Linked DNA regions of Mus musculus: region 1 is linked to region 2. The links are chromatin contacts, called in public promoter capture Hi-C maps. All regions are on one chromosome and are shown on one strand. Each heading gives the region's core, a stretch centred on a gene start, on an enhancer-like site or on the middle of the called end of the contact. The rest is flanking DNA. Distances are from core to core; before and after follow the strand shown. Region 1 holds the start of Tfap2e (transcription factor AP-2, epsilon). Region 2 holds the start of Oscp1 (organic solute carrier partner 1).

The links. Promoter capture Hi-C pulls out the DNA fragments that hold promoters and counts their contacts.
Region 1: a promoter capture Hi-C map of liver shows a contact between it and region 2, with 2.1 times the contacts expected there. The contact joins the promoter of Tfap2e here to the promoter of Oscp1 in region 2. A contact is called at or near these places in 2 of 39 promoter capture datasets (both in liver).

What each region holds. Positions count from the first base shown.
Region 1 is chr4:126,732,697-126,738,910 of GRCm38.p6, forward strand. Tfap2e (transcription factor AP-2, epsilon) reads right to left here and starts at 3,573. Exons shown (of 7, transcript NM_198960.2): 1 at 3,269-3,573; 2 at 2,474-2,956; 3 at 1,904-1,955. The coding sequence starts at 3,295.
Region 2 is chr4:126,053,792-126,060,571 of GRCm38.p6, forward strand. Oscp1 (organic solute carrier partner 1) reads left to right here and starts at 4,774. Exons shown (of 10, transcript NM_172701.3): 1 at 4,774-5,001. The coding sequence starts at 4,890. It overlaps Mrps15 (mitochondrial ribosomal protein S15), which reads left to right. Exons shown (of 8, transcript NM_025544.2): 7 at 1,170-1,361; 8 at 1,589-1,745. The coding sequence ends at 1,726.

The DNA.
Region 1 (6,214 bases), core at 2,323-4,822, 680 kb after region 2:
AACCCGAACAAACAAAAAAACCTGCGTGTTGCGAGGCTCTCCCAGGGAACATGGTCTGGTGGTAGAGCTGCCTGACTCGCCAAAGCCGCTCCTCTTGGGGTGGGTCGTGGGAGCCCGCTATCCCAGGGCATTGGACCCCTTTTCTCTTTCAGAGGCCCGCTGGATAGCAGATCTCCAAGCTTGCCGTGGATCCAGGCTCCTCTTTCCGCAGGTTGTCCCGGGCTGTTCCCTCCCTTCCCACAGTTGCTGCAGTGCCTCAGACTGATTTAGTTTCTGAGAGTGCTTCAACTCATTCCCCGGTGTGCACTTTGGGGTCTGGGCAAGCCCCGGGAACCTACAAGGAACTCTCAAGACCTAAAGCACTCAGATCAACAGTAGATTCTTCTGCCTTGGGATACTGGAGTGCCTTCCTAAAACGTAGAGCTTGGGTCTCTCTAGGGAGTCAATGAACCTGGGTTCTCTGCCCTTAAGCCTGGACAGGAGCCAGAATCTGGAGGATTTGCAAAGAGCCCAGTGGCAAATCCAACTTTCCCTTCGACTGGGTCAAAACAAGAGCTGTTCAGGAACCCAACAAAGTGCAGCTAGCAATGCGCTGGTGAGGTGGGTCATGGGCCTCTTCTTCCCTGTACTCCCTGAGAGTCCCAGATTCCTGGAGACATCCCTCACCAAGTTCTGGGAGGTGTGTTCGCTAATCTCCTGAACTCCATACCTAGCTCTAGTTCTGGAAGTCCAGCCCCTTGTACCAGCTCCACTCCCACCACAAGCCTCCCCTGAGAACCTAGGCAGGGCAAACAGCCTGGGCTTGAATTCACTTGTTTGAAAAACAGCTCCAGCCAAATCCTGCGGGAGGTGTGCCTGCCCTTGGGCGCTACAGGCTCCCATGAGCCTCTGAATTCCTTTGGGCACCCACCCCAATTCTAAGAAGCTTGCCCAAGGTCTGGGTCTCTGCTTCTGTCTAATTTGCCTCTGTCTTACCTTTCCTAGGCATGGTTAGAACTCGGTCTTCAGACCCAAAACTCTACTAACTCTACTCAAGGGGTGTCTCCCACTCCTGCCTTTGACTAATTCAAAAGACAAACAAATATGGAGGCAAACAACAACAGCAGCAGCAACAACAACCAACGGACCAAGGAGAGGCCCTCACATTCTTAGAACACCTCAAATACCAAACGACAAATTCCAGAACACACGTTAGGTATTCAGAGAAGCCCCCAAATAGAAACTATATCACAACACCCACAGATACAAATCACGAATACAGTCACAGCAGCAAACACACCCCAAGAAACACTGCTGCCTAGAAAAGGAACATAGAGTGTGCACAGGACCCTAAGCTCAGAGACACAGACAGTCCTGGAAGCAGCAGACCTTTCCAGGAGCACACAGCCCGTCCCAAGCTAGTCATCTCTTCTAATCCTAAATGCTTTTAAAGAAAATCCTCTGCCCTGGGAGGTGAGGGGAAATGGAAGCACCTCCCTCCCCGCCCCGGTCTGCTGAGAAGAAAGGAACAGAAAGCATTTGCCAGGCTCCAAAATGTTAAAGCTCAATAAAAGTGGAAACCATTGAACAAAATCTGTGGCAACAGTGCTCCCTTTCCCATTTCTTAGGAAACAGGGAAGTGGTTTAACTCGTTCTGCAAATCGACTCCAGATCCACAAGAACGCCCTTCCTTCAGAGAGGAGAGGCCAAGCAGCTGCAGCCTAGGTAGTGCGAGCCCACCTCAGGCGGCAAAGTCCTGAGTCAAATTATCCAGCTAGCGCCATGGCCTCTCTCCTGGGCGAGGAAGGATGTTCCGTGGCCACGCAGCCGGGCGACGCACAGGAAACAACAGCCAGGGAGAAAGAAAATGGGTCTGAGCACCCAGGGCCTGACTCTGCCCTGGAAGTCGCACACCATTCCTTACCTTTCTTGATCACCGATTGGTCCAGGAGGCTCATTCCAGGGTCATCTATCGCCTGCAAATAGAAGAGGATGGCAGTGAGGGTCCGTATGGACCTAGTCGCCCAGCTACCCCTAGTCCATGTCTGCTCCGCCCTACGCGTACCACCGGCTGCCTGAGGCGGCTACCGGGGGACAGGCGTGACCAGGAATAGCCTGGGCTCAGCACCATATGCGTCTAAGCTGCAGCACTGCCTGGATGATTGCCTTGCCTTAGATAGACCACTCCTGTGCCTCTCCTAACCCCGGCCCAGGTTGCCCCTGCGGACTGGGACTGGGTATGGATGCCCACCATGGCTCAACCCTACAGTGGGGAGAGAAAGAAGTGATTCCACGAGGGCTGCTGCCACCCAGGCACAGTTCGAGGCCATCTTTTGGCCAGACAGCATCTAACGGAAGACTCCCTGTTAGCGGCAGAGATGGAAAGTTGCACCTGGGAGAAGAGCCGGGCTCCTACTTTTGTTACTTTTTTGTTTCCAGCCAGGATGCTAAATCGCTGCCCATCGGGACCCACCGTGGCTCACTCTGGGCTTACCTGCAATTCCTCCAGACCGGGCGGCTCCGCCAATCCTGGAAGACCGAGGGGAGCATCGGCCAGGCCGTGCGCGCCGTCGGCCAGGCTGTGCAGGAGCCGGGGAACCGCGGCGGCGTAGTCTCGGCGCGGGTCGAGACCCAGAGCGCGGGCGGGTGGCGCCAGCAGGCCCGGCGGCTCGTCGTGGGCGCGGGCGGCCGCACGGGGTGCGGCCCAGGCGGCCTGCGGGGGCTGCGGCTGCGCCAGGGGCGCTAGGCCGCCGTAGGGGTCAGCGGCGAGGTGCGGAAAGGCAGCGGTGGCGTCGGGACCCTGGCCGTAGGGCAGCGGCGCCTGAGGGTAGGGCGGCGGGAAGTAAGGAGGATGATAGTCCGCGGTGGCAGAGGCGGCGGGAGTGTGACACAGTGGCGGCGCGGGCCCGTAGGCCGCCTGGGGCAGGGACGACAGGCGGGTCCCGCCAGCCGCTGCGCCCAGCCCGTCGGGGCGCTCCTGCAGAAGGGGAGGCGTGCGTTAGGTGACCCATGAGCGGCCGAAAAGACACCAGCCCGCCAGGTCCCCTCCAGCTCGCGGGTGTCCTGCAGCTGTCCACCGGCGTTGGCCCCGCGGGCGCCGCGGCCCCAGGCTGGAGACCAACCACGTACGGGTCTCTGCCACCACTTCCTGGGCTGCCAAGAGGCCCTACGGTCCCCTACCTTCGCGATTTCGTTGGCGCGGGGGTGGGGGGCAGAAGGTTTGGAGGCTTCAGCAGCCAGGCTCCTCGATGCCCTCTGCCCAGTGTGCCCGGGACCCGAGTCTACTCACCATGGCGGAGTATGTGTGCACCAACATGGGGCGGGTAGTGTGGGGCGTGAGGTGTGGCGGAGACACAGCCCTCGTTCGACGGCGAGGCGAGAGCCGGGAGCCCTTACAGCCCACGGGGATCACCGTCTGGAAGCTGGGGGTAAGTCTGCCGGGAGTCCAGAAGGTACGGGGTACTCAGCGGGGGACGCCTGCGGGAGCGTCCATGGAAATGGGCCAGACGGGAGCTGATGGCACTTGGAAAAAAGTCGGGCAACGGGTGCCCAGCGCCCGCCCTCTGAGCTCAGCCTGCTCCATGCACTCTAGTTATAGCGGCGGGGGCGCGCTCGGGCCTCTGGGGGCGCGCATTAAAGAGACAAGCTATGGCCTATCTCAGCCTTTTCCCTTGGCTGCGGAAAGGGAGGCGTGGCTCTGGTGGGAACCGGTGGGGTGAGGAGTGAATGAATTCGAGTCCAGCTGATGTGAGCTCCTTCTGGCCTCCAAGCTTGCAGCTGCGATCAAATGGGATTCGAGGCTGGAATGCAACTCAGGGGTCTGTGTTCGCTCGGGTCTGTGAATTTTCTCTTTACATTTGCTTATTACATTAACTTATTTAGTGGAAGGGCTCACCCGTGTGCCCGATGTGCGGGTCAGAGGACAACTTGCAGTAGTCAGTTATTTGCTTCCATCCTGTGGGTCCTGAAGGTTCGAACTCAGGTCTTGAGGCTTCGTGGTCAATGAATTAACCCAATAAACGATCTCGCCACTCCCTTCTAAATCTTTTAAAATTAATGCTTAAACAAATGTACGCGTTCGCCTTTGAGTTTGAGCAAAGCATTCCTTGTTTCTGGTATCAGCTTTCTTCCCTGTTAAATGGTCTTTTCTCTGACCACCCAAGGGTGAGTGTGGAATACACCGGTGAGTGGCAAACTCAAGCCCATCAGTTTATGTGCATACTTGTGTCAGTGTGTGTGTGCGTGTGTGTGTGTGTGTGTGTGTGTGAGAGAGAGAGAGAGAGAGAGAGAGAGAGAGAGAGAGAGAGAATGAGAGAGGGGGTGTTAGCAACCTCTCTTTCATGGTTTTGGATCCAAAAAACGCTCTGAAAATGCTGACTTCTCTCAGACTTTCTAAGCTGGTAATCCTCAATGCCAAGCCAGGATCCTTGGATGCTGAGGACACCACCTAGGCACAGAGAGTAGGAGTCTGGCATGATCTGCACTTAAGAAGAGGCCAAAATACTGACACAGGGTGGAAGGGGTGCATTGTCACACCTAGGCACAGTCTACGCATTTGTGTGTCACCATCACCATGGCAGGTGCTCTCTCTCTCTCTCTCTCTCTCTCTCTCTCTTTCTCTCTGTCAAACATGCCCTAATGACCACTACCAATCCCTTTTCTTTCTTCCAAAATTTAACCCGTCTGTCCTAAGAAGCAGAGATGGGGATTAAGAAAAGGCAAGTGAGAGAAATCCTAATGACAATGAGAATTTAAAAAGCAGAGGGCTGGAGAGATGGCTCAGTGGTTAAGAGCACTGACTGCTCTTCCACAGATCCCGAGTTCAATTCCCAGCCGCCATGTGGTGGCTCACAACCATCTGTAATGAGATCATATGCCCTCTTCTGGTGTGTCTGAAGACAGCAAAAATATACTCACATAAAATAAATAAATCTTAATAAAAAGCAGAAAGATGTTTTCTTTTTCATGTTGAAAATAGGGAGGGGATAGAAATGGTCACGGTGCCCACTCACCACACACCGTTAATATGGAGTCTCCTAACTCACCAAGTCCTTTGTCACCCTCATTTTCAAGTGAGGAACAAGGCACAGAGAGGCTAGGTGACTTACTGGCCTATGGTCAAACAACTAGTTCAGTGGCAGTGCTGGGGTGGCCCTTCTCTGTTCTCAGGATCATTATTCTTTCCTGTCTTGGACTCAGGCATTTAAAATTTAGTCTCACTCCTCAGAGGCTGTGTAATTCTGGACAAGTCTGGCTTCCTCTCCAAGTTCTGTTTCTGCAACAAAAACTAGTGGAGAGGAATCGCTGCCACCTTCTGTTTCTTTCTGGTGAAGAAACAGATGAGAAGGTAAAAGTGATACCATTGAGAGATTAGAACATTAACCTATGTTCTAGATGGCACATGGCTAGAACGAAGCCGAGGCTGGATTTCTTTCAGCCATGACACATGGGATGGGGCTGTGGGGGCTGTGAGGAGAGGATGAAACTAGCTAGTATCCGAGGATTCATCCCTGAGAGCTTCCCAGAGGCCGGAACCAGCAGCTATGATGGCGGGGGAGGCAGATGGGGGCAGCTGTGAAGCCTTTCTCTTCAGGACAGATCTAAGATCTGGTGTGAGTTTGACTTTGTTATCCACAGCTGTGCAGCTTTCCTCCTCAGGATGCATCTAAGATCTGGTGTGAGTGTGTGTTTGTTATCCATGTCTGTGCCTGCTTCCCTCACCCTAGACCCTTGACCTCAGTCGTGAGACGTCTGAAATGAGTCTCAGAGATAGATGTCAGTGCATTGCTCACAAGTTGGTAGACTCCTGTGGGGAAGGTCCAGAAACCACGATGAGGGATGCGAATGATGCCTGGACCTAGCTTGAGGACCCTCCCCTCTGCTCTTCTGCCGGGCGGGCCGGGATGGGCTCTGTCTCTGCCTCACTGGCTTCCCTCACACTTGCCACCAGCTCCTCTTACTCTGCCCGCTTTCCTTTGTATTTTCACCTCCTCTCATCATCAGCAGACAGTTGTGAGCTGTCATGTGGGAGCTGGGAACTGAGCCCAGGTCCTCTGGAAGAGCAGCCAGTGCACCCAACCATTAAGCCATCTCTCCAGCCCCCAAGAAATCCATTCTTAATGTTAGTTGTTCAGGCTTAGCAGCTTCTGTCTCTTCCTGTCTACATTATTTCTAAACTCCCCCCCCTCTGTGTGTGTGTGTGTGTGTGTGTGTGTGCGTGTGCATACACATGCAC
Region 2 (6,780 bases), core at 3,524-6,023:
GGACATAGTGGGTGCTTAGTAAACAGTTTTTAAATGCATGGATAATAGCTCTGCCACTTCTACCTAAAGTCATGGTGACTTTGGGAAGCCTATTGGTCTGAGCCCATGTTTTTCAACATCTGTAGAGTGGGACTTCTGCCACAGAAGTGCAAGGATTACAAGAATTGATACTAGCAGTCAGTGTGGTACACAGCCCATCTCTAGGCTCTTAGCCGGTGTCTCTCATAACCTTTAGAACCGCTTCTTTCGAATCTTTCAGAGCAGCAATCTCACCATGGAGTGTCCTCAAGGACACTGTTAGGGAGTGACGCCTGACACATCTTGGCAGTCTTGCCCAGGGCCCGTATACCATTGTGTCATTGCTCAGCTGAGCATCACAGAGCTGCTAGAAATAGGAAATTGCTGGTGTTTTGGTCCCTGTGCCGAGAAGGCTGGTTTTGAACTCTCCATCCTTTCGCTTCAGCTGACTGAAGCTAAATTATAGGGTATGTGCCATCAGACCCAACCACTAGTGGGGTGGTTGTTGTTGTTGTTTCAATAAGTATGCAGTTGTGAAGACAGACTGATGTAGCCTTGAGTGCTTCCATGAGCTGGTTGAACATGCTCTTTTTGAAATTAGTTTTGGTCATTTGAGATGTAGAATCCCAGCTCCATTGCAGAGCCCCTCAGGGAGCAGGACCTGGAACAGAGGATAGGGTTCTCTTTCTTCCTACTCAAGCTGAGTCTCCTGAGTGCTGGAGAAGCTCAGTGGATGCATGCTACAGGGAGACTGAGATTTGGAGTCAGAGCAGGCCGTAGACGCAGATTTAAGGCGTGCCCTCAGGGTCCACAGTCTAAAGACCTGTGGCAGGCAAATAAGTTCTCTAAACCTGTTTTCCTGTCTGTAAACTGTGAACAATGACAATAGCTCCTGCAGAATTGTAGTAATGTTTACATCAGATTGTAGGGGCATTTCAATTAATTGATGAGATGACCATATTTTCATTAATGGGAAGAAATGCTAATACTTAAATACTGAAATTAGGAGTAAGTATAATGGCTTAAGCCTGTCATCCCAGCAAGCAGGAAGCTAAGACAGGAGAATTGCCATGTGTTTGAGGCCAGCCTGGGTTACAAAGTGAGTCCTTGTCTCAAAACAATGACTGATACTAATACAGCCTCTCCTATAGGACAAAGCCCACAAACGCCATCTGCTGATGAGCATCGACCGGAGGAAAAAGTTGCTCAAAATCCTCCGTCAGACCAACTATGATGTCTTCGAAAAGACATGCAAGGAGCTAGGGGTGGAATATACCTTACCCCCTCTGCATTTCCAAAAGGTTCACCGCCGCTTCCTGGCCAAGAAGGCTCTGTGCATTCGGGTACGAAGTCATACAGTTGGTTGCTTTGATCAGCCTCCCTGAACTGAGGTACAAAGAGTAGGAGAGAGAAGCAGTCTGCTTCTGACCAAGGCCTAGAACTGGCTCAGGTCACCAACACATGCAGAAAAAAATAGGGTTTCCACTGAGATAGTTCCCACCGACCTGCTCCAGATCCAAGGTCTTACATAAAATTACAAAGTCTTTTCTTACCCCCTTTCAACCACCAGGTTTACCAGGAGGTGCAAAAGCTGAAGAAGCAAAAAAGGGCCTTAAAAGCTGCTGCAGCTGCTGCCAAAAAAGAAAAAAATGAGGGGGTGCCAGAGAACCCTTCAAATGCCGTACCAGAGAAGACCCAAGTGAACTAATAAAGTCTGTTCCCGTGAAGAATGATGGAAGATGGCCTTCTTTTTAACCTGAGCAAGAGGAGTTTATTTTTAATTTTGCTCTGGGATCTTGGAGGCAGAGTCCCTGCCATCACCCCAGAGGACGCAGTCATAGAAACAAATACATGGTGTTTCAGAGTGGTAATGCCGGTGGCCGTAGCTGTCTACTGGACGGTCCTAAAGGATGAGGAGTTCACTGGCCAAGAGAAACGGCATTTAGGCAGAAGAACTGCAAGTTAAAAGGGAAAGAAATCTAAAGGCTGACAGGAACAGTGAGACTCAAACACTGTAACTTTGGAGTTAGGGCTTCAGTCTGTGAATGGGACTCAGGTATAAAAACATTCAGTTTGCCGGGCAGTGGTGGCGCACGCCTTTAATCCCAACACTTGGGAAGCAGAGGCAGGCGAATTTCTGAGTTCAAGGCCAGCCTGGTCTACAAAGTGAGTTCCAGGACAGCCAGGACTATACAGAGAAACCCTGTCTGGAAAAACAAAACAAAACAAAAAAACATTCAGCTTGCCAGCCAGTGGTGATGCACGCCTTTAAACCCAGCACTCAGGAAGCAGAGGCAGGCAGATCTCTTGAGTTTGAACCCAGCCTAGTATACAGAGTGAATTCCAGGACAACCAAGGTTACACAGAGAAACCCTGTCTTGAAAAACCAAAAAAAGAAAAAAAGAAGGGAATGCCACCAAGAGAAAGATGTGTTAATGTGCTACCTAAGAGCAGTTGAGAGATGAGGGATGAGGGCTGAACCAGCGCAGTTTGGGAGCTGTTGAGGTACCTGAGGCCCTGGGTGTGTGGTTGCCTATGGATACTGAGCCCTGGTGTTTGAATGACTAGTTCCAGTACTTGGGAGAGACATTATCATTTCAAGGCTATCTTGAGTTGCATGGCTACTTTGAGGCCAGTCTAGACTACATGAAACCCTTTCTCCAAAAGTTTAATCGCCAAGAGAAGATATGTAATAAAAAAAAAAAAAAAAAATGGGCCATGTGAGGATGGGAAAATTGAGATCATCTCTGAGATGGAGGAGGAGGTGAGTGGATAGAATCAGAAGTGAAGCTGGACTGTTTGGTTATCACCTCCAGGAACACTGAGGGAGGCCTTAATGAGATGGAGACCTGTGTAGAGGTCCTGTGCTACAGGACCAGGCACCAGCCTTGGGAGAGAACGCCACAGCAGTGGATCAGGCCTGCAGGGAAGGCACTCTTAAATGCAGCCATGGGCACTTCAATATTGCCTGATACTTAAATCCTTTATTCCTCAAGCCGGCTGCCTTTCTATTTTTTTGTAGGGGAGGAGGGGAAGGTAAGGGGGTTCCAGACTGTCCTGGAACTCTGTAGACCAGACTGGCCTTGAGTTTAAAAATCCACCTGCCTCTGCCTTCCAAGTGCTGAGATTAAAGGTTTTTGCGGCCACTGTCCTATTTTCTATTGAAAACAGGCTTACGAAACATAGACAACTTGTCCAATTTTGAAAGCTGACTAGTGTTCAAACCTAGCTCTCTCTGGTTTTGGATTTTTGTTTTTAAAGATTTATTCATTTATTATATGTAAGTACACTGTAGCTGTCTTCAGACACTCCAGAAGAGGGCGCCAGATCTCGTTACGGATGGGTGTGAGCTACCATGTGGTTGCTGGGAATTGAACTCAGGACCTTCGGAAGAGCAGTCAGTGATCTTAACCGCTGAGCCATCTCTCCAGCCTGATTTTTGTTGGTTTTAAAGACAGGGACCCAGTCCTGACTGTCCTAGAACTTGCTATGTAGACCAGGCTGGACTCTGCTTACAAAGTGCTGGGATCAAAGGCAAGTGCAGCCACACCTTGCTGCTCTGTCTTGACCCTATCCAGTCTGACAGTACACAGAGGCAAACTCTGAAAGGGACCGTGTTCTGCCAAAACTTGAGATAGTGTTGGAAGCTGGGCAGATAACAAAATGCATAAGGCCCACCAGAAGATAAAGATGTTTATTACAGGTGGGGCTGAGGTGTTAAGCTCATGTGCCGGGTCACAGCACTCCCAGAGCCTGAAGCAGGTGGATCTCCGAGTTTGAAGCCAGCCTGGTCTACAGAGCAAGTTCCAGGACAGCCAGGACAACACAGAGAAACCCTGTTTCAAAACAAAACAAAAAGGTTCAAGTTGTACTAGACAATTTTAAAAAGTTTGGCTCTTGGGAGGAAAGAAAAACGACTAGAAGGTGTGACGTGGAGGATGCCACAAGCAGGAAGGAAGACATTGAAGGAATGAGCTGTGTTTTGTAAGCGGCGCCTTTTGAAATTTAGTCCAACAGCATCAGAGCAGTGACACAGAGGAACGTAGGAATGCAGAAAGGGGAATTAAGGAATGCGAGGATTCTACAAGGAAAAGGAGGAAGTGGCTGATTATTAAAGGAGGTGGATGTAGGTTCCAAAGCTCAAGTCTCAAGATTGCTGTGGCTGGAGAGAGAAGTGCTTAGCAGAAACACTGATGACGAATCGTCTGAAAAGGTCCAGCCGTAGGTGAAGAAACGCGAGGGTGCTACTTAAGTTGCTAGGAGGGCCGGGCTGGGTTGCCTCACTGAGTAGTAAATCCGGCGTAACATCGCTTCCAGGAGGGGTTAGAAAGGAGACAAATGATATAACTAATCGAGATGAGGGATTATAATAACTCAGAATGCCTTCGTGGCGCTTGCCATGACCTCACTGGTTCCTCTGCACGTCCCTGGGAGATAGTTCACAAATCTGCCCGCAGCACAGCAGGCCATGGCGGACCGGGACGCTAGACGACTCTAGGCGAACGACTCCGAAGACGCTGGGGTTGATTTTCCTAGTTTCCGGTGCGATGGCTGGGCCACGGCAGATACGCGCGGCTGGCTGGAACGCTCCCGGCGACACCAAAGCTAAACTGGAAAACTCAAAACCAGCGCTCCCGGGAGGCCAAAGGTGCGCGCCTCCGTTTGAACCAATCCCCTGAAGCGATCTTTGTCACTTAACCCAATAAGCGCCGGTCTTCGGCCACCTCCTATCAATCCACCATGTGATTGGTTCGCCTTTCTGTTCCCGGCGTTGCCCCAGCAACCGGGCTATGGACGCGTAGGGGCCTCCAGGCTGCTAAATCACAAACCCTGGGGTTCTTCCTTCATCTACCCTGCGGGTTTCCGGCACTATGTCGGTTCGGACTCTGCCGCTGCTCTTTTTGAACTTGGGCGGGGAGATGCTTTACGTCCTAGACCAGCGACTGAGGGCCCAGAACATCCCCGGAGACAAGGCCCGCAAAGGTAAGTAACGCCCCCGCAGCCTTGATCTGTTCCCTTCCTCACCGCACTAAATGTCCCTATACAGAACCGCAGCCTAGCACCAGCCCCCCTCCAACCTCCGTCCTGATACCCAGGCCGACCGGCACCTGACCCCCTTCCCCTCATCCCAATAGCCAAACCGATGCCTCTGCGCACTTCTCTTTGACAGCCGGGTATCTTTCTCAAAAGACGCAGAGCCCATGCAGTTGGAAGCCCTCCGGAGTCAAATTAATTCTCCAAAAGAGCATTTCCCCACAGAGAAGCCTAATACATTGGACATACTTACAGTGCCTGAGCCCTCGATTTCCCAGTCTCTGGAAATCTGTCTATTTCCAAAAGTAGTTACAGTTGACAAGATACTTTTGGCAGGTATAACCATCCGTTAACCCCCACAAAACAGATGGGGACGCCCGCGTCTCTGTCCTCCTACGTAAGCAGAAGCCTGGTCATGCTCATTTCAGAAGCCATTTCTAGAAATGTAGGGCCCCAAAATAATATAGATAAGAACGAAAACATGCTTCTTGATTTTGCAAGTGTTGGAAGGGGTTGCAATTGTGAAAATACTTTTGGAAGGCTTATAAAATGCAAAATTATGCCATGTGTAGTGCAGAGAGAAACGACCACCCAAAACACGCTGCCAGTCTATCTTACTTCTCAGCAAACAACTTTGTTCACCAAATTTGCTGGGCTATTGTATTTGTAGGCAGAGGAGTAAACATTTATCTAAAGGACAACTGAACACTAATGAAAGCTCGATTTCCTCCCAACAGCTTATGTCCCCTCCATTGATGTTAAACAGGCACATTCAGATGGTGTGTCTGATTTTGTGTAAGTGCATACGTAAACAGACAAGAGAACCCTCTGGACCACTCCCTTCCATTCATTCCCAGCCTTGCTACCAGGGGCTTTACAAAATGCAAATATGTCTAGTGGGGCTTTATAAAATGCAAATATGTCTAGTATGTCTCTCCTCAAAATTGCCGACAACCTTCCACTCCTGTCTAAATGGAGACCAAGTCCTAGGCAGAACACGTTGGGGCCCTCCGATTAGGACACTGTCTTAGTCAGGGTTTCTATTCCTGCACAAACATCATGACCAAGAAGCAAGTTGGGGAGGAAAGGGTTTATTCGGCTTACACTTCCATGCTGCTGTTCATCACCAAAGGAAGTCAGGACTGGAACTCAAGCAGGTCAGGAAGCAGGAGCTGATGCAGAGGTCATGGAGGGATGTTCTTTACTGGCTTGCCTTCCCTGGCTTGCTCAGCCTGCTCTCTTATAGAACTCAAGACTACCAGCCCAGAGATGGTCCCACCCACAAGGGGCCTTTCCCCTTGATCACTAATTGAGAAAATGCCTTAGAGTTGGATCTCATGGAGGCATTTCCTCAACTGAAGCTCCTTTCTCTGTGATAACTCCAGCTGTGTCAAGTTGACACAAAACTAGCCAGTACAGACACTTTGAGTCCCAATCACACCAAAGTGTGTGTAGATCTTTAACCTGTGTCCTTCATGACTCCGTCCTTTCCCCGACCTCCTGAAGAGTCTCGTCCCTCAGGAGCCTCCCTCCTTCCTCAGAAGGACCTGCTTCTGTTCTCACTGTGTCCTCCCGTGCTTCTCTTACCTTACCACATGGCTGGCAGATCGATGCTCAACTGTTTGCCTGTGTCTCCCCACTTGTTTGTCTTACACATGTTTGTACTTCAGCATCTAGCACTCGACTCGCAGATGAGAATAAATCAGTGCTCACTACAGGGTTGAGGAG